Regions from separate parts of the Mus musculus genome. Here region 1 is linked to region 2. A link is a contact called in public HiChIP or PLAC-seq data. All regions are on one chromosome and are shown on one strand. Each heading gives the region's core, a stretch centred on a gene start, on an enhancer-like site or on the middle of the called end of the contact. The rest is flanking DNA. Distances are from core to core; before and after follow the strand shown. Region 1 has its middle 51 kb from the start of Thumpd2. Region 2 overlaps Map4k3 (mitogen-activated protein kinase kinase kinase kinase 3).

Evidence for each region. HiChIP or PLAC-seq counts read pairs in DNA pulled down with a chosen protein or histone mark.
Region 1: a contact with region 2 is called in an H3K27ac HiChIP or PLAC-seq map of extraembryonic endoderm stem cells, with 5 times the contacts expected there. The contact joins two enhancer-like sites. A contact is called at or near these places in 1 of 15 datasets of contacts at CTCF or cohesin (the NIH/3T3 cell line), 3 of 484 Hi-C or Micro-C datasets (bone marrow-derived macrophages, epidermal suprabasal cells and reprogramming fibroblasts), 2 of 115 datasets of contacts at active chromatin or transcription factors (embryonic stem cells and extraembryonic endoderm stem cells) and 1 of 9 other capture datasets (embryonic stem cells).

Annotation. Positions count from the first base shown.
Region 1 is chr17:81,010,600-81,017,035 of GRCm38.p6, forward strand. No RefSeq gene overlaps it. Among named protein-coding and RNA genes, the nearest start is that of Thumpd2, 51 kb to the right of the region's middle. Within about 2 kb of position 4,757, at least 9 of the 459 cell types and tissues checked have an H3K27ac peak or open chromatin away from gene starts, as enhancers often do. A contact at or near this core is called in extraembryonic endoderm stem cells, where this site is marked.
Region 2 is chr17:80,641,687-80,648,462 of GRCm38.p6, forward strand. It overlaps Map4k3 (mitogen-activated protein kinase kinase kinase kinase 3), which reads right to left. Exons shown (of 34, transcript NM_001290345.1): 9 at 3,028-3,159; 10 at 2,806-2,868; 11 at 2,641-2,722; 12 at 2,446-2,556. Among named protein-coding and RNA genes, the nearest start is that of Cdkl4, 68 kb to the left of the region's middle. Within about 2 kb of position 4,680, at least 12 of the 459 cell types and tissues checked have an H3K27ac peak or open chromatin away from gene starts, as enhancers often do. A contact at or near this core is called in extraembryonic endoderm stem cells, where this site is marked.

The sequences.
Region 1 (6,436 bases), core at 3,507-6,006, 370 kb after region 2:
TATTAAATTACATTTGTAATAAAATAGATCTATCTGATGTTGTCAGTACAAGGATACCTCCCAGTAGTTTTTTATTACATATTAAGGAGAGCAGTCCATTTTATGTTGTTCCTTTCTGAGATTGGTGCACTGTGTGGTGATTTGGTGGTGGTGGTGGTGGTGGTGGTGGTGGCCTGTATCACAGAATCTTCCTCAAACACGAAGAATCAAACCTTGAAGCAGCCTTGGAGGTAAGCAGAGGCAGGGACTGTTGTCTTGTTAGCAGTAGAAGAGGGAGAGAGAGAGAGAGAGAGAGAGAGAGAGAGAGAGAGAGAGAGAGAGAGACCCAGAGCTAAACGCCCACAAAGGAGTGAGCTGGGCTGTGAGGTAGCTATGTCTGAGGAAGTGTCTGTCTCTGCAAAACATCAGTGAAGCATCATCAGCCCTGCTTTATGAGCCTCTGCTGTGGCTACAGTAAATCGCTGTCCTGCCAACATGGTTCTCAGATAAAACGGACTTGGGAGTTGAGACTAAACCAGCTGTGAAAGGTAACCTGAGGAGATAACGGAGTGATGAATGCAGTATCGACCGGGAGGATGAGCCAGCTCCTAAATAAGGAATTCTCCAAATAAAGCAATGGTTTAAACAGTGTCCCTAGTAGTGGGGAACGGTTTTCGAGCGAAGCTGTGGAAGGAATGAAGGAGAGCCAGAGGGAGGACCATATGGGGCTCACAGAGGGGATGGGGGAACAGTCTTTTCTCACAAGCCTGTCCAAAAATGCAACAACAAGGCAAAGCAGATAAGACACAGATGAGTTACCCTGGGGAGCCAGAGGGAATGTGACAGCTAAGAGGGAAACTGGGAGCGATGCATTGAATCAGCTTGTGATTGTGCGATTTACCTACATCATCAGGAAGAGCGTCACAGAAGGCGTCAGGCCTGCCCCAGCAGTGTTGCCCCAAGATTTCTCCGCTGCGTGACTCCATGTACCTCGGTGTCACAAAGGAAAAGAGAGGGTTTCCCTTGGGAGAAGATTATCTTTTCCCCTTGGTGACATTAGAATGCATGGACTTGCTCAAAGCAAAGTGGGGGGCGGGGGGCGTGGTTGAGAATCTTGGGCCTTTCTGGCTCTGTTCACATTACTGGCAGTTGAGCAGGAGAAGTAATTTGGCCGGTGGGTGGTGTATTACAAAAGGAAATAAAAAGGAAAGAAAGGACGTGACCGCTCCTAGGTCTGCCGGAGAAGGAAGTTTCTTAGATATATGTGGGAAAGCAGATCCAGAAACAGACACATCTGGAAGAGTCTAGAGTGGTCGTGACCCTGAGCCATGTTGGGAGAGGGGGAGGGAAAGGGAGAGAGAACAACCAAGTACAACAGCCAGGAGACCAAAGGTACAAAAAGAAGGGAAAAGAGAGGAGGTGACCAAAATGTCTGGATTACGTAGGGAAGAGCCTCTGTGGGGAAGGGCGGCCCAGAGTTCAAGGTAGAGGGTGGGGCATGCCAGCCGTACCCTGTAACAGAAGGATACCGGAGGACCTGGAGGCCAGGTCTGCTTTGGCACGCTCGGGTGGGTAGGGGGTCAGTGGAGATTGGAGAAAGCACTAGGCTGTGTGCTAATGGAAGAAGGAAATGTGTGAGCGGCATACTGCGGAGATGAGGTCCCTGAAGATGCTGTCTCATACATAGCTTTTGTTTCGCAAGCTTACATTCTCCGGTTGCTCAGAAGCCCACTTCTCACAGAAGTCAAGATTTCTGTGATTGCTTTAAGAGCAAGGCAACAGCAGCAAAATGGCCCTGGGCCTGAGTACAAAAGAAGCTGCCTCCACGTTATAGAACAAAGATGAATGCGGTTCTAGAACGAGAGACCGGTGCTGTGTGCATGCTCCTTAACCCGTGGGGTCAGCCACACGTCGAATCTATATTAAGTGCACAGTGTGTGCCAGAGACTGCCTTCAGTGCAAATGGCAGACAATGAGCAAACAAAGCTGCTGTCCTCATCCCAGTCTGCGACAGCATAAAGGCAGACAATAGTTGGTCCTGTCCTGTGTCGTGGAGATGTATGTTGTGAACTCAAGGTGGCCAGGAGACTCAACAATAGCAGGCTGCCCTTCTTGGACAGAGAAGCTATAGATGGCTTCTCTTAAAAGGAGACACTTAAGGAGAGAGCCCAAGCAAGGCAGGTAGCTGGAGAAGTAAGGACAGAGGACCCGGGGCCAATAGAGGCAGAATAAACAGAAGGCTGTTTGGAGAGAAACAAGAGCAGGAGGAACTTTGGGCTTCATTCTTAGTTAAATACAGTCATTGGAAGATGTTGGGCAGAAAAGTAATATAATCTGACTTACAGCAAAACAAAGACCTCTTGGTTCAGTAATAAGTTCTTGTGTCCATGTTTTACTCCCCGCAAGCTGGTACTGGGCTTATCCCATGATGAATAGGCAAACTCTTTCAAGGCAAAATCCATCTCAAACGGTGGAGAGGGATGGAGAGGGATGGAGAGCAGGAGTCATGAAAGGACAACTAGGAGGGTGTAGAAGGTAAGTGGGGGCAGGGGGAGGGACTCTTCTCACTTATGCCATCCTTCATCCTGCAGAAGGGAGTGACCGAGAGGTGAATTGATGGAGACTGACAATATTAAATCATTGTGGCAGGTGGAGGGCAAGATTACACTTCAGCTCGCTTTGTTCCACTTAACATAATAAATGTATGGGCTTTAACCAAAAGCTAATGTTGAGCTCTTCAGGAATGCAGGGGTCTTTCTGGTTGTTACCCTATCACTTCCTCAGTGTTTGCCTGGACTCTGTTCATCCTCTCTGTGTCAAGGTTTAATGGACAGGCTTCAGCCAATCCTTTCCCTTGGTTATGAATATTCCTCTTCATCACAAACCAGCCATCAGTCTGGCTATCTTTTGAACAATCATGGCAGTGACTCAGGAAAGGCCATTTTACCCAGCGTCTGATGCCAAGCTGGTACTCCATAAATGCCTCGTGGCTGGCTGGAGGAAGGAAGGAATAAGAGATTTGAAAGAGCAACACACTTTCACAAAGCAAAATGTACGGACACATGAAAACACCCACTTGATATGTCTTAATTAGCAGGGTCTCTCTGTCAAGACTCTGCATCTTACACATTTAGTCCAAAGCTGTCCATGCATAGCTCCCTGAACAGTCATATTTATCTAATATTGACGAGAACAGTTGCTCTTGAAGTGCAGTTTATTTGGAATCCTTAATGGGCTTTGGGTTACACTGAAAGTCCACGTCTCCCCTGACAGCTGTCTGTTTCCAGTGTGACTTTTTGAGTGTCTCTTTTCCATTCTCAGACCCACAAGCATTTATTTGTTTACTTCCAATAAGAGCTAGCTGAATCTAGTATGCGCGACAGTAGGTGCTCTTGTGTATGTGGGCATAACCCTGAACCATGTGCTGGTGAAGGGGGAAAAAAACTTTAGAAACTATTACACCTACACCATCAGTTGGGGGGTGGGGGGATTCAGAAAACTTCAGAACTGTGTGCATTTTCTCTTTTTTTTCTTTCTAAATTTTTTATTGGTTATTTTATTTATTTACATTTCAAATGTTATTCCCCTTCCAGGTTTCCCCTCTTCAAACCCTCTATCCCATCCTTCCGTCCTCCCTGCCTCTATGAGGGTGATCCCCCACCCATTGCCTCCTTCTGCCTCACATTAGCATTCCTCTACGCTGGGGCATCAAGCCTTCACAGGACCAAGGGCCTCTCCTCCCATTGTTGCCAGATAAGGCCATCCTCTGCTACATATGAAGCTGGAGCCATGAGTATTCTTTGGTTGTTGGTTTAGTCCCTGGGAGCTCTGGGGGGGGGGGGTCTGGTTGGTTGATATTATTGTTCTTCCTATGGGTTGCAAACCCCTTCAGCTCCTTCAGTCCTTCCCCTAATTCTCCCATTGGGGACTCCGTGCTCAGTCTAATGGTTGGCTACAAACATCCACATCTGTATTGGTAAGTTTCTTCTATAGAATAGAGGTTGAAAAGACTGGCATTCTGCCTTTGGGGGTGGCAAGTACCCCCCAGTGCTGGAAAATGCCCTGGTAACCTGAAAATATGATGATTTGCTAATTCAGTGTGTTCTTTGGAATTGACGTCCATTCTTACTTTATCCTTAAGATTTTTCCAAGTACCCACTGTTCCCACATAATGTAACATAGTTATTTTTCCTCCACACAAGAACCCATCCCACCCTCTGTTCTATGACAAGGGTCATGGACACTCACATTTCAAGAACATTATTTCTGCGCAGTTTCAATTTTCCCTCTATATTACATCCTGTGGATAGTGGATTAGACTGTGACGTTTAAATCTTAAAAACAGCGGAAGGAGTGAAAGGATGTGCTATCGGACTAGTGGTCGGTATGAGCTGGTGGGTAGGCACCCTCTTCTCTTGTCCGTTGGGTGGAAGAACTCATCACAGTTGCTTCTGCTCGACAGTGTATCCTGGATTAACTTTCCCTCTTTCCCCATTCACTCCTTCTGGGCTTCCACCCCCAAATAAATCACCCACAAGGCAGTCTTAGGCTCAGCTCTGATCTTGCCGTGTGGGAATGGAGGCTGACACTTGCATGCTAGACAGACATACCTGTCCCTGAGCACTGAAAAGCATTCCAGCCCACACAGCTAACGTCCTTTGTGTTTCTTTATCCGTAGGAATGATGAATCCAAAACAATCGATATCTCCTTATCCAGTAGCTTCATTGTTGTGTCTCCTGGCAGGAAATCCTCTTTCAGAACAGTTACGTAAAGGACAGGGTTGTTCTGCGAATGACTCTGGCTGCTCGCAGTGAATTATTAGTATCTGGGAACTTGAGGGAGGGAATCACTTTCTCCAGAAAGAGGGGCTGTCTTCATTTAAACTCAGATTCCCACAAAACCGATGCTTACTTTCTGCTTTTTATCCCTACCTAGGAAGAGGCTGTAATGTATCATGTGACCCCAGGGTCAGTAGATCTAGATACATAGACACAGAGAAACTGGGTTCCCAGACAATTTCTGGAAAGGTACAGAAGACTAAATTCAGATATCTGGCACAGAGAAGCTTGTGTGTTTTCCCATAGGAAAGGCTCCTTTATCACAGTTGTCGGATAAAGCAGGCCCCAGGCTGCGGTGGCCCGGGTGGGGAGGATGCTGACGGTTATTTGCTGTGATATAATGGATCTTTTTATGAGAGGATGAGATCAAGAGATTCTGTGGAATATGTCCTGACTCTTCATGAGATGGGTGACAGTCCTGGAATAAGAGGTCTTCAGACCACAAAGCCAGGACAACCAGACACTCCAGTGGTGAGATACAGATGTTTCAGTAGGGTAGTTAGGAGTGCTATGGTGGAGTCTTCTCACTTTCAGCTCTGGACTCCTTATCCTGACTATGGGAGAAGCAGCGCCATCTATTGGTCATTGATTCATAGAACACGCAGCATGCCACAGGCTGGTATCCTCATGCTTGACTACATTGCTCTCTAGAGGGAACAACAACATGACTTTTAACAGACCAAGCCTTGAAAGCACAAGGGAAGGTGTGGTGTGTGTGTGTATGTGTGTGTGTGTGTGTGTGTGTGTGTGTGTTGCTTCCTGTGGAGATGGGTGAAGGAGGGGAGGGAAGATTAGAGATGGGGAGGGAGGAATGCATGTGACAAAGTACAAGGATATGTTTGCATGAAGTGTCACAATGAAACCTTCCTTCTGCTTCTATATTTATCTTTGTAGCAATTACATGCTTCCTTTTGCTAGACGATGTCATTCCAAGTGACTTTTTAGGTTTCAATGTAGTAGCCTGGTGGGGATTTCACACGCCTTTGATCCCAGCAATCTAAGGCAGGCAGATCTCTGTGAGTTCAAGGCTAGCCTCGTCTACATATTAAGTTTTAGGACAGCCAGGGCTACACAGAGAAACCCTGTCTTGAACTTTGCCCCTCCCCCCACCAAAAGTTTCAGTATAGTAGAAGTGGACCCCCTGTCCCTTTACCACGTGCCTGGTATTCATCACTCTGGGCCAGCCCTCTGCCAACGTTGGAGCTATAGCGTCAGCTGATGAATGGCCTTTTTGAGGAAAGAAAAGGCACCTCCGGTGGATCTGAAAGTCTTTTATTCAAGATACGGCATCTTCCTTTATTGATAGAACGTTATCGTACACGACATGTATATAAGATAGGGGCTAGTGCTGAGCTAAAAGAAAACCAGGAGAAGCTTGGATGCGAGCGCCCACCCCTCCGCCAGAAGATGAGGAAGCACGGTAGGAAGGGCTTAAAGAGGAAAAGCAAAAGACAATAAAGCCAGCGTTCCCCGACGGACGCTCAGCCTCCCTGGAATGGTCTCTGCTGGTAGAGCTTTTGAAAGGACTGGCAGAAATAATGTCTGCTTCAGGTGACAGGATACAAACAAGGAGTCCTATGGGGTGTCTGTCATTTTGTCACCCTCCCCCGCAGCCCCG
Region 2 (6,776 bases), core at 3,430-5,929:
GAGACATATTTCCTCCCTTTGACTCAGTTTTCCTCTGTTCTTCCCTTCTGTTAGAACTGAGACCAAGCTAAGGACTGAGGGTAACCTAAGCCACTGCCCCTAAGAAAAGCATCCTAGGGATAAGCCCCTGCACTTACAGAAATCACGGGGGTCTCACAAACGGAGGGGTTCACGAGACCATGTTTGAAACCCTCAGCAGCTCCATCCTCCACCTGAAGAGGATGTAGCATCCATCTCAGGTGATAACAACGCCTAGCAAGTTTCCTGTACGGGAAAGGCTCCCCTTGAGGCTCTCACTGCTGGAGACAGCTCTTAGAAGAAAATGTAATTCATTAACACTAAGCTCAAGTTCTTATTGGACTCAGTAAGGCAAACTAAATAGGATCCGAGTCGAGGCTGGTGGCACAGCCTTGTCATCCCAGTTGTTCAGGAGGCCAAAGCAGAAGGACTGCAGGCTTGAGGCTTGCCTGGGAGATCAAGGCAGCCTGGAACATACGTGGAGACTTGTCTCAATTAAAGAGGTCTATGCACGGCTGCAGAAAACATCTATATCATGAAGTGAAGTGCCACACCCCCCACCTTTGCTGCTGCATGGTACACTTAGAATATTCCTCCTGCATAGTGCCTGTGCCTTTGGACACAGTTCAAAACAGACATGCTGAGTTACAAGTAGGCTGAGCTAGGACATTAATACAAATGCCCTGCACTGCAGTAAGCAATGGTCCTTGCCCTGCAGGGTTGGCATGCATGACTTCCCAGTGACCGTGCTCTTAATGATACCAGCTCCTTACAATGTGGCTCAGACTTTGGTTCCTACAGTATGCTAGCTGTAACTGCACAAAGAACAACCCCATCCCTAATTTTCAGCTCACCAACTGCTATATAAACCACAGGATCCCAACATGACTGTGACTAGAAAGGAGACGCAGAAAGGACTATGGCATCAAAGCATTGTTGCTCTGTGTCATGAAGTCACAGGACAAGGTGAGACTGGGTAGCTACTGCTCAGCAGACTGCTGGATGCTGAGTGGTCTACATTATTTTTCAAAATGAAAATAAAATACACAAATACTAGCTTTACTTCCTATTATTCTTAAATACTACATAATATTATCTATTTCCATATATATATATATATATATATATATATATATATATATATATATATATATATAATTGATACTAAGAGTTAATGTTTTGACAAAAATTTAAAATCTCATGGAAAACTCAAGTATTCCCATGATTATTAAGACTGCGGGATTTCAGCTTACATGGTCTAGGGTCCTTGAACTTACAGTCTTCCTCTTCAGCACCTCCAAGCCCCAAGTGCTGGGATTACAAGCATGTACCCAACCCTGGCCTAGAGGCTACAGCCTCTCTACCCTGCATATGTAGGACTAATTAAATGTATAAAGCCAAGTTTCCTAAAATTACACAAAATAACTGAAACCAATTTTCTCCCAAGTATTAGATCAAATATACTTCACACTTAACTTTCATACTTCCAACTCCCTTTCAAAACTTATTAAGAAGAGAGAGCCTATTATTAGTGTATGAACATGGTGACCTAGGACAAGGGTGAATTGACAAAGGCTGTCCCCGAGGACAATCTGACATCTACCTGTTTAGAGAATTCTTTTCCTTCCATGGCCTTTCAAGTCACAACTCACCATTGTGAGTTCCTTGCAGTCAGACTGAAGGCAGGAAGAGAACTTGGCTGTGCCACATATACTGAGTTGGGATCAGGCACACAGCTTTCTTAAGCTGACAGAGATGGGTTTCCACTAATACCAGTGTTCCTGTCATGTCAGGGTAACTTTATATCTGCATACATGCTGGCTTGTTTTTATTTCCACAGGAGAGAATCATGGTTTTAGTTGCTAACACATCAATTCTATCTTAGCCAACTCCCAGTATCTTATGAAGTCTGGTACACGGGTTCTTTCAGGAAGGCTAGGGCATGCGTTGCTTCTCATCTGATGACTAAGCAGCCTACATGGCCACTCTGAAGTGACTAGTGACTTTATATGCATTAAATGCCTACATGGCCACTCTGAAGTGACTAGTGACTTTATATGTATTAAATGCCTACATGACCACTCTGAACTAACTAGTGACTTTATATGTATTAAATGCCTACATGGCCACTCTGAAGTGACTAGTGACTTTATATGTATTAAATGCCTACATGGCCACTCTGAACTAACTAGTGACTTTATATGTATTAAATCAGCTTGCCTTTGCCTTCTTCCACAAATGTCATCAAGTGACCAATATGACTTCCCAGGACGAAGAATTGGTCACCCTCACAAAATAATAGTTTGTTTAAGCTAGATCAAAAAGATGATTCTTTTATTCTCACACACACTCACACACACACACACACGCACACACACGCACACACACACAGAGTTACGTGTACTAGTTAGTGAAAACAATTCCTACCTCTGGGTCATCATCATCAAAATCGTGGTATGTGGAATGGTCTGGATTATTCACTTTGTCCAGCAACTCGATTGCCAAAGACCGTGTCAGAGGCTGTGTGACAAAGGGATGCTAGAAAACACACAGAACACTTTAGACATTGGTTAAACATCTGACCTTGTGAAAGAAAATGAATGTTTCAGGGTAAAACAATACCTGTAACAGCTTTTCTGCATTGGGTCTTTTCTTTGGATTTTTGGTAAGAGCCATCTTCACAAAATGATGGAAACTATTTGACCTAAGAAAGGATGAAATTAAACTCCTGCATTTTAACTTCCGTTTTGCTCACATTGCTATGAAAGTCAATAAACAGTTACTTACCACTTCAACTTATCTTTTAGTTTAGGAGGCTGGAAATTGCTTTTTGTCATTAGAAACAATGCCCTGAAAAACACATAAAACGTTTTGCACAGAGTTAACACCTCCCATTCATTCTCAGGACAGGAAGGAACACATTCCTATAGACTCCCAGCAAGGGTAAAGCCGACCCACCACACACTAAATAAGCTTTAGTCAGCGTGGGCTTGCCGTAGGCACACTGACCTCATCGGGTGAAGGTCAAACATGGGTGGCTGGAGCTCCGCCAGCTCGATGGCAGTGATGCCCACCGCCCAGAGGTCACACAGTTGATTGTACCCGCCTTTCCTCTCAACAGCCGCGACTTCTGGGGCCATCCTGCAGGAAATAAGCCAGGACACACAAACCTCGTGTTTAGTGTGCTTTCCTGTGCGCACCTTACCAGAGGCACAGACTCACTAACAGCTACATTGAATTCTGTTTAGTCCTTTGATGTCTGAAAATAGATCTACCATATTTAACAGACCCACTTTCCTCAAATTCTTGATGTCTCCTGGAAGACGCCTCAGCCTCCCCAGTGACGGCTTCATCAGTTGGCTACACTACAAAGTTTATGAAAAGTTACCAGGATGACAGTGTCTGACCCAGAGTTGTTCTCATCTGGAAGACTTCCCCAAAATTCCATAAAGGAGAGAACCTTTGTAACCAATGGTCGTAACTGTTTCATCCGATGCCTATAGCTCTACCCTGCAGCCTAGCCACTGCTCTCAGTCACCATTTCTTGGGGCACCAAGAATTTTCACATTTTGCATTTAGTTTATATTTACTATAAGCTTTTGAATGCTTTTAATTAAAAAGTTTACATTACAATAATGGAAAAGTTATCAAAACGCGTGCCTCTTTTTAAAAATATTTTGTTCAGAGAGAAATTACAAATTTGATAACGTTTTAATTCCTTTTAACTTTGCTACTGTTTAAGTCTAATGACTTGTTTAAATGATCAGTTTTCAAATACACAAACTTTGAAATCCCAAACCAGTTTTGGAAACAACTGAGATAAACATGGAACTCTTCCAGTTCCAAAGAGCATCGAGTGGACGCCTTACACACGCACGACCGCAGGGGAGTCGGCTCAGTTACAATAAAACTAAAAAACCGGCAACTTTCAAAACACTTGCTCTTAAAAGCAATTTGATCTCAAAATCTCCCTCCTGGAAATTCAAATCATGGCAAGGACAGTAATGTAAAGAGTGCTGGGGCTTAACTACAGGCAGCTTGACCATGGCTACAGGAGAGGGGAGCCTAGAGGGCGGGCAGCACTCAGCCCCTGACCTCAGAGAGCACAGCCCTCTCCCAGCACAGCCTGCCAGCCAGTGTCACAGCAGCCAAAGTGCGGGTGGTGCTTCTCCTTCCACTAAGTCACCTGTGCCCGCTCACCTACGAGCCATGTGTCAGGTGTGCTGGCTACTGCGCGGGCACGTGCACACACACACACACACACACACACACACACACACACACACACACACACAATGAATCCAACGAACACCCTTATTACAAAGGTAAGAAGACTAAGCTATGACCAAAATGAAAGTGAGTTTTAGAAAACTGTTCAAGACAAGTTTATAAAGACAACCAAATGCCTTCAACAAAGGCAAGAGCACAAGTGTCACAAAGAACTGTGACAGCTCCACAAGCTGGGACCCCATACGCAGGACCAGGACGTCTGGGGAAGGGGCAGCAGAGCCACAGGAGTCCCCAGAGGGAGGGCGGGAACAGAAAATGTTCCCGATGGCGGCGGTCTGTTTTATCTTGATGTTCATCCATCACAGAACTGTACACTGGAAAGTGTGACCAGCTCAAAGGGAGGGAAGGCCTTGGCCCTCCACCAAAGGCTGCTGAGTAAGGGCCAGCTCCACCACCACACAGGAGATGTCCAAGGGCACACTTACCACTAACTCTCAGTTCTCCTGCCTCAGCAGGCTTTCCTGACTAATTCTTAATCACTTTGCAAGGGAGATTCTGTATTCTTAGATAAAGGTGGGAAAGGCATTGTGCTAGACAGAGACAGAGAAGGACTGTTACCCAACCTCGCCTAAGCACAGCTCCACAAGCTCTAAGGTATTCACCACTTTACAGCCGAATGGAAAGATCAGTCCTCATGCGCAAACAGTAGCCAGGCATGTGCACAGAATCAGGTGAGACTCCTGAGACGTGGGTGTTCTTCTAGATGCTTAAAGACACACTGGACAGAGAGTACTTGGAAAGAGTAATGCATTGTCTTCAAATCCTAGCTCTTCCTTCTCTAAGAGCAAACCATAAGTGAAAAGCAGAATAAGGAGAAACATACACACATACCCTTTGAGGTCCTAGGAGACACACCTTACCTAGAGATACAGAGACTAAAAGGGAGTATGAAATCACACAGCAAGATGAGGGAATCCAAGGAGGCAGACGATGAGAACTCACAGCTGATTAGCCTCAGAGACTCCACCCACATGCTGTAGAGTTACAAACTAACAAAATCAGGTTGAGGCTGGCTGAGGATAGGAAAGGCATTGAAGTGTCAATAATTAATCCCAGACTCCTGCTGTCACCGTCTGAGCCCCAGAAATCAGTCCTTGTATGCACAGCACAAGTAGGAATATGACGGGATCACTCAGGAATTGTGCAGGTCTGTGAACAGAACACTGCCTGTCCACTTTGGGAACATTAACCACCAGGCCCATACCTCGCCTTTACCGTACACTGTGATGTGAGTCTGCTTTGCTTTCATATTCTGAGACAGGCTCAATTCGCTCCAGGCTGTCCTCAACCTCTCAGGCTCCAATGAGTCTCCTGCCTCAGTCTCCCCCAAACTGGGACTGTAGGGATATATACCATCCCCAGTTCTAGAACTGGCTTATAGCATCTTGCTCTTTGGTATGAACTAACATACAATGATTTTTAAACTTTCGATGGAAGCCTCCATCGTGCAAGTATGAACCTAAAATGCTGAGAAATTCCCACAGAAACATGAGGGTTTTTTTTTTTTGTCTCTCTCAACTCTGAAACACTGGCAGACCTGCAATTTGCTCTGTAGACAGACCACCAGGCTAGCCTTGGACTCGCAGAGATTCACCTTAATCTTGAACATAGCATATTTTCTTTAAGTGGGAGAGTTAGTTTGGAGTGGGTCATGCCTTTTATCCCAATACTTGGGAAGCTGAGGCAGGCAGATCTCTGTGAGTTCAAGGCCAGCCTGGTTTCAGTCAGTTTCAGGACAGCCAGATCTTCATAATGAAATCCAACCTCAAAGAAAAACAAACAAAAACAAACTTCCAAAAAAATGAAGTGGGAGAAAAAGAGAAAACTTGTGGGTTGATTCAAGTGGCCTGAGGCATGACTTTAGACATCCCAGAGAGAGCAGGAAGAAATGCAGCAGAGAGACAACCATGTCAACACCAGAGAAATACCTCCCAGGAGGACCGTCTAGAATGGGAAAGGTGTTCGTCTCTGAAATAAACACCAAATGACAAGCATGAACGAATGAAGGTCAAAACCAAACACAATATCTAGGATATGGAAACACCAGGAACCATCACGGAATATGAAAATATGAGGTGTCACCATGGGAGGAGGGGTGCACTACATTACATCATGATGGCTTCACATGGCATCACAGAAGCCCACGGACAAATGCCTCAAATATTCTAACCTAGCGCTTTAAACCCAGTCAAATGTGAAGCCAGAAATACAAAGTCCTAAAGCTCTTACACCCATACACCATTTACGGAAAGAGACTAAAACATAATTCAAAGCAGGTCAAAGAAGAAGACTTAGAATATAAGAAAGGAGCTCCCAGGGATCACACCCGGAAGCAAAGCACGGCCATGTAGCTCAATTGTAGAGTGCTGGCCGGGCATGCAGTTAAGTTCCTGTGTGCGCACGCACATACAGCACTAGTAACTTGGCAGGCTTTACAGGCATAGAAAATCATACAGGCACATCTTACA